2 separate regions of the Gossypium hirsutum genome follow, and region 2 is linked to region 1. The links are chromatin contacts, called in public Hi-C maps. All regions are on one chromosome and are shown on one strand. Each heading gives the region's core, a stretch centred on a gene start, on an enhancer-like site or on the middle of the called end of the contact. The rest is flanking DNA. Distances are from core to core; before and after follow the strand shown.

Region 1 (5,633 bases), core at 1,560-4,059:
GAGATGAGACCTGTCTTTCAAGAAGTTGATTTTGCATTCCTCTAGAAGGTACATCCATTCCTATCTTCTCATTACCATAAAGTTGATTTAAGGGTGAGCTCACATCCGGAGAGGAAACATCCATAACTCTGTTGTTCTCATATTTGTACCTAATAAAAGTATATCTTTTATTCAATACAAGGTTCATTAAAACCAAACAACAACCAAGAAACTTAACTAAAAGATATTTGCATGAACATAACCAGAAAAAAGAATTACTAGGAGTCTTCAAGCCAATCAACTTTCAACAACATATTCCTGGCACAATACAGCAATGTTCTCTAATGCCTAACCATAAAGAAACTAGAAGCTAAAGAGACTTTTAAGTACTCGGAGGTTTTAGATAGAAAAGATATACTTTGTAACCAAAACAAAACCCAAAGCATGTCAGTCACTAAAAATGAGAGAGCTATAACGAAGTACCTATAATTGTTATCTTAGCTGTAGCATTAATGATAAAATTTATTGCTTTATTAACTGCAGCATTTTCTTCATTTTAAGTAATATAGGATCAAATCAAAGAAATAACTTAGCAAATTGCAGTAATTTCTGTAACACAAACAAATAGTAGCTAAGAAACAAATTGCAGCTCTAAGATTCTAAAAATTTGTACTTAGCAGACAAAAGCAGTTAATTATTTGTAACCGTATAGCCTAGACAACCCTGATAAGTAGAAGAAAAAGTGGAAAACCAAAGGAAGCTTATTTGAAATCCTGTAACCACCAACAAGAAAAACACAAAAGTATAAGCATACCTCAAGGCTTCAGCGTCAGCTCTAACGTTGACTTTCTCTATTTCTCTAGAAATCAAAGTTTTAAGCCTTGAAGTGTATGTGCTAATTGCCTGAAGTAATTGAGGAGGATTTTTGAGACAATTTACAATAACAATTCTAACTTCATCAGGTATCTCCCCATCGAAATCAAAGCCTAATTTGGCAACTTCTGATTGAGGACTCAAATGGATCCCATTTCCTTCATAAGCTGGAAAAGAATTTCGCACTTTTTCAATCATGCGGTCTGCAAGAGATTCACATGCCTTGCGAACATTTCTTTCACGAGTTGTTTCAATAAGAATGACATCATCTGCAGCTTTAGTTCCTTTAACAGTTGAATATACAGCTTCCTTCTCACTATTGCCACTGTAGTTGCTAATCACTTCAGTGGAAGAGTCAACACTTGACCTTTGAGCATCCCTGGCTTGGTTTACATATTGATGAAGACGTTTGTGGTACTCCGCAAATATTTTGGCAGCCTCATCGCATTGTTGATCATAAGCTTCCAACACCACTTGTTTGTGCCTACAGTAGAATAAGGCATGTGAAAACACAAGATATGCAAAAGAGATTTGCCGAAAGATGAAATACACTTGGTAACTGTTGTTTTCAAGCATGCTAAGGGCACTTTTAATTTTATAATATCAGAAGTTAACAATAATGACTCCAATCAGGCTTGGATTAACTAAATGCACACTGAGTCCTCATATATTCTATAAAGTATATGTAAAAGCTATCACCAACCACTTATATATTGTAAAATAAGAACTTTTATGTGTAGTTTGACAATAGAGCACACGGTCACTCTAGTCCATAATTAACAGCTTATTGATAAGATCAAAAATGAGAAACAATGTGATCATCTTGATGGGGAAGCTAAAGGTCAAATCCAACCAGAAAAGTCCATAAAGAAAATCACAGAGACATTTAACTTCAAAGCCCCAAATTAAATAATACGCAATAAAAAAACAAGATGGTCCATAATTTTAGAAACACAAAGGCTCTAGTTGGCATTAAAGGCCTAGTTTCATGTTCTGCCTCCATAATGACGTTAAAACGCCACAAGTTATAAGAAAAATCCTAAAGCATAATGAAACTCGATGTTGCGAAAAATAGCTATTAGATAAATTCGACATAAATCGCCCATTCAATGGTGAGCAGTTAAAATTAACAAGGACAATGCTAACGCAGGCATTTTTCAGTTCTAGAATATAGTTAAAAGAACTCCTTAAGAATTAAGAAGAAAAAAACCTGTAATTGGCCTTTTCGTCAAGCATCCTTTTCCTTTCAGCTTCCTCTCTAGAAACCTCCAACATCCTAGCCTTCAAATCTTTCCTTTGTCTCCTCACAATATTTCTCAACCTCTCCACTTCCTTGGCAGCGGCTTCCCGTTCCCTTATTGCTGCTTCCCTAATCTCCGCCGCACCTGAACCCTCCCCTCCACCACCACCACCCACCTTCTCTTTCCTCCTCCCCCCTCCTTTACTCCTCCCCTCCTCTTTCCCCAAATTTCCAGCATTCTCAATATTCCCCCTCCGCCGTGCACGGTGATGTTCTTTCGGATGCTTTGGACGGTTTTCTCGGATTTAACGCGGGTTAACAAGAAATTCCACAGAGGTAACATATTCCCTCTACAAATCTTGCGAAGCGAATCGATGGAAGGTAAATTCGACTTGTTGGAAGAAGAATTGTAGGGTCCTAAGGGACGGTAACCCATTTCCTTTTGCAGCCATTCTAGTATAACTTCCGGCTGCACATTTGAGCTCTGCATTTTGGATTCAATGCCAAAAGTCCACGCAAAAAAAAAATGAAACCTTGGTCTAAAATGACATAATGGATTTTCAATTGAAAGCTAAAATAAGGAAGGGATTTTGATAGATCTGATAATGAGAAAGCCAATTTGGCCGGCAAAAGGGCAGGGGAAGACTGTGTAAAGAAAGCTGGTAGAATGGCAGTTTTGTAATTTTGAATACTTCTTTTAACTCTTCTATTTTTTTATTTTTATCTTTGGATATGAGTGGAACAATTTAATAATAAAGAAGTTTTAAATGGAGGTCCCGCTCACTCGATACGATACCGTTTTCTTTTCTTCTTCTTTTTTCCTTCTATTCTATATGAGTGATTATGCTACATTTCTTCTTGTTGTATTATATAAAGTTATCAATTTATATATATATTAATTATTAATAATATAATAATTCATTTTTAGAAAAAAATTTATATATATTTTTTAGTTTTTTTATGATTTTTTTTAAATATTTACTTAATTTTAAAAATATTAAAAATAAATAATAAAAATTAAATTAAAGTAAAGTGAGGTAGGAGGAGATGGAGCAAGACTAGATGCATCTAGCGTCCATAAAAGTGGTAATAAATTTCAAATTTACACATTCATAGTGGAACGATGGTGGAATAGAGTATGCCAACTAGAAAGCAATAATAGATTTAATAACATTCACTCATACCCCACTCCATTATCATTCGTACTTGAAATGTTAAAAATACATTGATTAAGTTTATTTGATTAATAATTATTAAATCAAACTAAAGAAATAATCATTGTATAAAAAAAACAATTGAGGGTTTCTTTTCGACAAACAATATTTTCTTCTTCTTCTTTTTCCTTTGTTACATGAAAAAAGATTCATCCTCAAATCCATTTGAATGTAGCAGATAACAATAGGACTTGAGAATTTATATGTATGTGAGTCATAGGAGCTAGTAATCATCAATATGCTCATACTGGCAATATTATTATTGTGATCAAGGAAGCAATATTAAATAAACCTCTAGAAAAATTATAAGTGATCAAAGCAGTAATTGTATGAGATGATAATACGATGTGATAACAATGTTGTTATCATTGATCAAGAAAGAAATCCAAAAGGAACTCAAATATTTGGAGTGATCGCTCGAAAATTGAGACAATTAAATTTCACTAAAATAGTTTCATTAACTCCCGATGTATTATAAAACTAAACCCAAATATCGTTATAGATTTTAAAGTATTTAAATCACGTAAATTAATTAGTAAATTGTCTCACACATATGCCTTTACTAAGTAAAAGAGAACCACGATGCTTATATCAAAATTTGAGAGGAAAAATAATTAATATATATAATATTTATTAATTCCATGATGAATATTGACAAATTGATGTATAAGTTCATTTGAATTTAGACACCTAATTATTCGAGTTTAGTTTGAATATTATTTTTTAATTAAAAATATGAAAATATTAGTATGATATTGTAAAAATTTATAAAATTTGGCTAAATTAGCTGAATAAGCTAATTTTTTTAATTAGGCCTTTAAGTCGTTTTAAAATTAAATTAGAAAAATAAGTCGTTTTTAGGAAAGAGAAAGTGAAAGCTCGTCCAACTGGGCGCTCTTTCCTTCAATGGTAAAATGCAACGATTTTTTTATTGTTGTCGCGTCAAACGGTAAAAAAAAAATTAAAATCCTAATAGTAACTTTTTTACACTTATAAATACCCCACAAATTTCATTTTTTTCTTTCACATCCTTCTCTCAACTCTCTCAAGCTTTTTATTCAATATTTATTTATATTTTCATTTAAAAATAATATTTTTTTAATTATATCATGTTTTATTCGTTCGGATCAATTTCTCAAGAATGGACACCTCTCTAATCTGCTTCGACAACAACTATATTTCTACCGCCCAATTAGCAATAGTAAGACAAAATTTAAATTTTTTTATTTTTAATTATGTTTAAAAAAAATTGATAAATCTAAATATTATTTTATGTTATAGAACCTCCGATCCTTGAAATCTATGGGTATTTGCAGAAGGCTAGATTCTTGCATGCGTCTTGCATGTAAGGGGACTGCAAACTCAATCCCACACTAACCAACACGTTGGCTGAAAGATGAAGGTCTGAAACATACACTTTCCACATTCTATGCGGTGCGTGTACAATCACACTCGAGGACATAACATTACAACCTAGTCTGCCGGTGGATGGGCCAGTCATCATGGGATCAGCAATGGTTTGGGGGAAAGTGGACCTCTACGTGGCAATGTTGGGGAAGATCCTGAACAGGTTTGAAGGTGGTTGGATATCGACCAACTAGTTAGAGAAAAAATTCGATAAGCTTCCCGATGATGCAACGAAGGAGGTCATACAACAGTATGCTGAATTATTCATCATGAGGTTAATCATGGGTATTTTAATGCCCGATAAATCTATAAATTTGGTGCACATAAGATGACTTCTACATCTAGTGGACTTCAGTGAATGTGCAAAGCTAAGTTGGGGATCTGTCGTGTTGTCCATATTATACCGAGAGCTTTGTCGAGCAACGCAACCGAATAAGATGTCGATTGGTGGTTGCATGCTACTATTGCAGTTAGAGGCCTAGTGGCAAATATCGTTTCTATGTCCCAAAGTGACTGACCCAGATATTTTCTCGTTGGTGAAGAGGTAAACATCATTTATAAATATATATGTAGTTTGTGCAGTAAATGTTTTTATTTATTATATGTTCCAACGATATATTTCTTATACAAGTAGAACCATGGGTCGAGTTATGTGAATTACCCAACAAGTAGGAAGACATTAGGCTACTGTTAGATCAATGCTCGGAAACCAAGATTAATTACCTATCTTTTTTGAACCTATATTAATTATGCAATGATTCATTAAAAAGAATATGTATGTAACGATATTTACAATTCTATTTTTCAGTTTTAATGGATGTCGTATATCAACCTCAAGATTATATCTTGCATCCCACCAGAAATGTTTTGACAATCGGGAGATGTGGGACGCGAAGGTGTTGTTGACAGTGTACGCGATA
Region 2 (5,633 bases), core at 1,927-4,426, 210 kb after region 1:
AGGGGGGGGGGGTTGTTCTTGCCATAGGCAAAGTTAGTGGTACAGGCAAGGATCTCAGTGCATCAGACAGAAAACTTGAACTGAAGAAACAGTGCAAGCTAAGCATGTGTTAGAACAATTGGTAATGTGCTTACATATGCAATAGGATAAGCAAAGAAAACCCCATTTTTGTTCCCTGCTTATTCAGAGGAAACAGACAACATTTGACTAATTTCTTAGAAAAAAAAAAACTAACTTGAAGCAGTAAATAAAGCAACAGCTCCCTTGTGGTTTGATCCATGAGCCTGTTCAGTTTGAAAAGTATGTATCCTAAAATGATTATAACAGGAGATAAGATTTGAAAGTTTGTTTGAATCTTCAGATGGGATATATGGTATTGAAGAGGGCTAGAACCCATTAAGGATGAATCGGTCTCCGTATCTACCAAAAAGTATATTCAAAGAGCACTAGTAGTGAATACAAATTTGACTAAGGAAAAAAAGAAGAAAACCTTGAGTTTGGTTTAGGTATTGGCAAGAGGTTTTTAACTCAGATTCAACTAAAAAAAAAAAAGACTCGAATTCAATTAAATTATTGTTGAACATGAACTTCTATAATTAAAACTTGATCAAACTAGTGCAATGCTTTAAGCCTTGAATTTCAAGTTGAACTTGAGCTTGGCTCGATTATACCCTAGCAAGGTGCAGTATGCATGACAAAACATTATTTATTTACACATTAAGAATTTCAAGTTTCTAATACTCTGATGGTTAACTAGTCATAGCATGCTTAGAAATGGTGCCAAGCAAGAAAATAGTAATATATATATATAGCAGAAAATGGTTAATTATCAATTCCAGTGGTTAGCAGATGGAGAAGGCATTAAGCAAAAACGAATGGTTCCGCTGCTTTCCTTTAGTGGACTTGAATACAATTAAACAAGCTTTCCTTGTCTGTCACAAACCTTATACATTGCCACCAGGAAATATAAGACATTCATCATAACATTGGTATAAATAATGAAACACATAAATAAAACCCACTTTCACAAATCTACACCTACAAGTGCATTCAAGCCTCAGACTCTTCTGTCTCCTTAAAATATTCATGCCCGACACCAGGGTTTAACATTTTTTTGGACATAAGAATAGGAGCATGACCCTCTAAATATATGGAAACATAGAAAAAAATCGGACGTGCCTGTGTCAGGGGCATATCCATATATGACATCCAACTCTGACACCAATGTCTTAACACATATCCATATAAAAGCAGCAGGATTCATAAGACATCATTATAACTATGTGATTGATAAATAGCACCAGTACAAATTGAGGTCACTGTCACAAATCTCCACCTCCTATAAGTGGATTTGCAAAATCCAGTGTATTAGGACCAAAAAAGTTCAAAATACAATGGCTTTAGGAAGACAGCTAATGATCATATCTTAAAAACACGAGCATAAGAGTAAAAATGTCTTCCATGGCATGATCGAGAATCAACTAGTGGATGTATTAGAGCAATCAGGACAACTGAAGTGACCCATAGCTTGACATTTTGTACATCCAACAGATTTTACCTTAATCTCCTCAGACTGATACAGATTATCAATTAGGTTGAAACTGAATGGCCCATTTGCTTTGATCAATCCAGTTCCTCTACATCTTGAGCATGCTATCATCCGTAGATCACCACATCTCTTGCACAAGCCCAATGAACTGCAAGTTTGACAAGTTAAATATCAGCTTGTGCAACCGTGTAGATTACATCAGTCAATGAAATATATCCTGGCAGTTCTCTTTTTCCTAGAAAAGTTGAATAAAAGTTGGGAACCTCATGATATTGGATAAGACATATTACCTACCTTAATACAATAAAGTTGATGTGCAACTTGGTTTAGAAAGAGATTGACTTAATTCATTCACTTGACAATGATTCTAGACCTTCACCCCTTTTGCCCTAAGCCATTCCTAGCTTAATCCTTAAGTTTATCCTCAAAAAAACCAAAAAGGCAACCTTTATATGCATTCCATTCTAGGCATCCAAGTTTTCCTAAAATAAGTGAACTATAAGTACTGTAGCAAGATAACTACATCACGAAGAGGAAAACCAAGCTGATGATTCCAAAAGCATTATACTTAAATTTAGTCTAGTACTTCCGGGCCATTTCCTTTTTTTGTTCCAAAGGAGATCATAACTTGGAGATAGGGGAAGGTATTGCAGATTTCAGAATTTGACCTCTAAACCTGCTAAAAATTACCTCTTAAAAGTTACCGCATGAACCAACTAGGATAAATCCTAGTACAACATGAATAAAAGACAATAAAAGACATTGGTCAACAACTCCACACAGATGCCATTTTCTTTTGTTACCTAAGAATAGCTTACACCACCAGAATTTTGTGGATGCGGAGATATTTTCACATAACTCTAGGTAAGGCAGTGCATTTGTTTGAGATAGAATCAATCACAAAGAACAGAAATCAAACATGAAGATATAGCAATCATTCTATAAAGAATCAAAATAACCCCACAATTAAAATCAATCCTAATATACAAGGCATTGCAATTTTAAATTGAATTAAAGTACAATGATAGCTTTTCTAATGTCCAAAGGACATCCAATTGTAAACCAACAAAGTGAACAACAACAGCAGCTAAATCAAAATAACTTAAGGTATCACAACTGAGAATTCATCAACCAAACTAACAATCAAATTACCAAATTTCACTCATACCCAGCAACAAAAATATTAACTTTTTCGAAGTTTCAAAAGTTGTAAAAAAAAAAACTGCGTTTTACTCGCAAACTCAAAAAAGAAAAAAAAAAGGATTCTAACTTGGAAACACAGCAAAAAGAAACGGGTTTAGAAAAGTTGCAATTACCTTCTCTGAGAAGCAGAAATGAAAGCATCAACTTTGGGGGCAGCAATTGTAGCACATAGTAACAAAGTGCCAACTCCAAAGCCTGCAACTTCGCTTGCTGTTATGTGTTCCATTATTCGTCCGTCTCTTCTGTTCAGATATCTTAAACCTTATCGATTCAATGGGTCACTCTACAATTTTGAAATGTCCTCCCCTTTTTTTTTTTTTTTTAAATACTGTTAGTCATTTAACCGAAATGCATCATCGGAGGCCTATTAGCTCAGCTGGTTAGAGCGTCGTGCTAATAACGCGAAGGTCGCAGGTTCCAGACCTGCATGGGCCAATTTTTATCCTTTTTTATTTAGTGTGCTTGGGCCATTAAGTTCTGAACTTTTGGTTATTGATTTCTCACAGAAAGCCCATCTAATTGTTCAAAACTATTAATTTTCATTGGTAAATAAATAAAGAATTAAGGTTTATATTAAAATTTTATATTTTCAAACTTATAATTTTTACTATCCTTAAATGAATAAATAAATTTATTTTTATGAAATAGACAATAAATTTGATTAATTGAAAAGGATTAAATCTTATATTAAACTTCCTTATTTTCATAATTTTAATATCCATATACTTTTACGTACTGAAACTTAAGCCTTTCCAGCTCCATACGATGTCTACGGACTCAAATTTTGAGTCCCCCAGAAAACCCCTAAACATCTCTAAAATTTGGCAAAAAGACCCACACGACCCCAATAACTAGCCTGTGTGGTTCACATGGCCTAAGCACAAGGTTTGCAAGATTTCACACAGTCTTGTGGTCGAGGAGCAATTTCAGAACCAGCCTATTTTTTTTTTAATTTTTTCAAATTCCGATAAGCTTTTTGAATTAGATCACACATTTGATAACAAGATTGATCACCCATACATCCGAAACTCATGAAACCACTCAAATAACAATGGCCAAAATGTGACTTACTCCACTGGAGGCAATTGACCTTCGCTCCCTTCACACCCTAATTACAACGATTCGAGACGATTGTTGGAATGAACACAAAAAAAGATATAATGACATCAAATGAACAAAAACAATGGAAAGAAAGATAAGATAACTACTGTGGAGAAAAAGAAATAAGAAAGCAAAAAAAAAAAAAAAAAGAAAGCGAAAAAAAAGAAAAGAAAGAATAAGTAGAACATAAAAGTGAGAGCAAATGGGGTACGAGAAGTTAATAGTAGGAGCACATTTGGGAAATTTTGAAATTCAATTTTAGAATAAAATATAATAAAAATATAATTAAGACTTATTCCCAACATTTCCTAGAGCCCAACCAAAAGACTATTAAAAAATATTTCTCCCTTGTAACGACAGAGCTTGAACACAAGACGAAAACAAACAACTTATAAGACTTAACCGACACACCATAACAAATTACTTAGCAATTTTACACAATAAAAACATGAGAACTTTGATGCGTTACATAATTTCCATAAACTATAAAATGGAGATGGAATATACCTTCATTTTACAAGAACAAAAATAATGTAACACCTACCCTATGGATGAAAAAAGTTACAATAATTAATAAAAATATGAAAAAAATACATACTTATATTTTAAGGGTCAATTAGGCACCAACTCAATTATGAAATTATTAAAATATCCTTTCATATACAAATTAAATTATATTATTGAGGGCGTGTTTGACTTTTTATATAATAAATTAATAAAAAATTGATTATAATAAAATTTAAACCCAAAATACCATGCATAATAAACAACTAACTTTACCAGTATAGCCAAAATATCAATTAATTTTTATTTAAATTTGTTACATTTTTTTCACCCACGTCATAGTGAGTGTACCATTTCAAAAAAAAAAAATTAAATTAAATATTTTTTTAAAAATTGTTACAATTAAGAATTGGATTATTTCTATGAGAAAAACTTATATTTATTTTCCAGGTAATATTCTTTTATAATTAATTTAAATTATATTTTAAAAAAGAAAAATATTTATTTAACAAGAGAGTAAAAATTTCCCAACATAATAAAATTTAATTAAATTGTTTTGTTTTAGATGAAAAGATTGACTGAACTATTAAAATTTTAATTGTATTGTGCAACTTGCTTGACGTATCTAATGGCCTAATTATGCTTCAATCTTGGTTACAAATATACAAGAATTTCTTTGACTTTAATTGCCTTTTTTTAGTGGTATCGGAAAAAATGATTTTGAGACCACTAAATCTGACAAGTAAATTTGTAAATACTATATTTAATATTTCAAAATTAATTGTGATTTTGAAAAGGTTTTTGATATAGTGATTTTTATTTTATAAGCGATTTATTAAGTTCAAGTGGTATTACCCTAAGGTCAAGTGGTTTTAGAAATTGAGGTATCGGGACCTCATTTTTACAAACCAAGCCGTAAATATTTTTATAAATATTTAAGAAGTGTAATTAAGGTGGTCTTAAGGTTTCGTTGGAAAAAATTATCGTTTCGATAGTTAATTAAGTAAAAAGGACTAAATCGTAAAAGTTGCAAAAGTCAATCGCTATTACTTTAAATGTGTTAATTGATTAAAAAATTATAATTGGAGGGCCTTAATGGGTAAATTACCCATTCTTAAGTTGGTGGACGGTTAAATCTTTATGTTCTTTTAATTTTATATGTGATTTTATATTATAATGTTATTATTAAATGAAAAAGATAAAATAAAGAAATAAAAGTTAATAAAATAAGAAAACAAAGGTTTTCTTCTTCATTTGACATCTTCATCACCGAAAC

The links. A called contact is a pair of places that touch in the nucleus more often than the background predicts.
Region 2: a contact with region 1 is called in a Hi-C map of leaf, with 2.9 times the contacts expected there. The contact joins the promoter of LOC107910575 here to the promoter of LOC107955679 in region 1. A contact is called at or near these places in 3 of 34 Hi-C or Micro-C datasets (all in leaf).

What each region holds. Positions count from the first base shown.
Region 1 is chrA07:82,551,465-82,557,097 of Gossypium_hirsutum_v2.1, forward strand. It overlaps LOC107955679 (AUGMIN subunit 5), which reads right to left and starts at 2,810. Exons shown (of 11, transcript XM_016891485.2): 1 at 2,348-2,810; 2 at 2,063-2,345; 3 at 794-1,336; 4 at 11-149. The coding sequence starts at 2,582.
Region 2 is chrA07:82,763,895-82,769,527 of Gossypium_hirsutum_v2.1, forward strand. LOC107910575 reads right to left here and starts at 3,177. Exons shown (of 2, transcript XM_016838490.2): 1 at 2,866-3,177; 2 at 1,260-1,697. The coding sequence starts at 2,978. The coding sequence ends at 1,478. TRNAI-AAU (transfer RNA isoleucine (anticodon AAU)) reads left to right here and starts at 3,114; the gene lies at 3,114-3,187.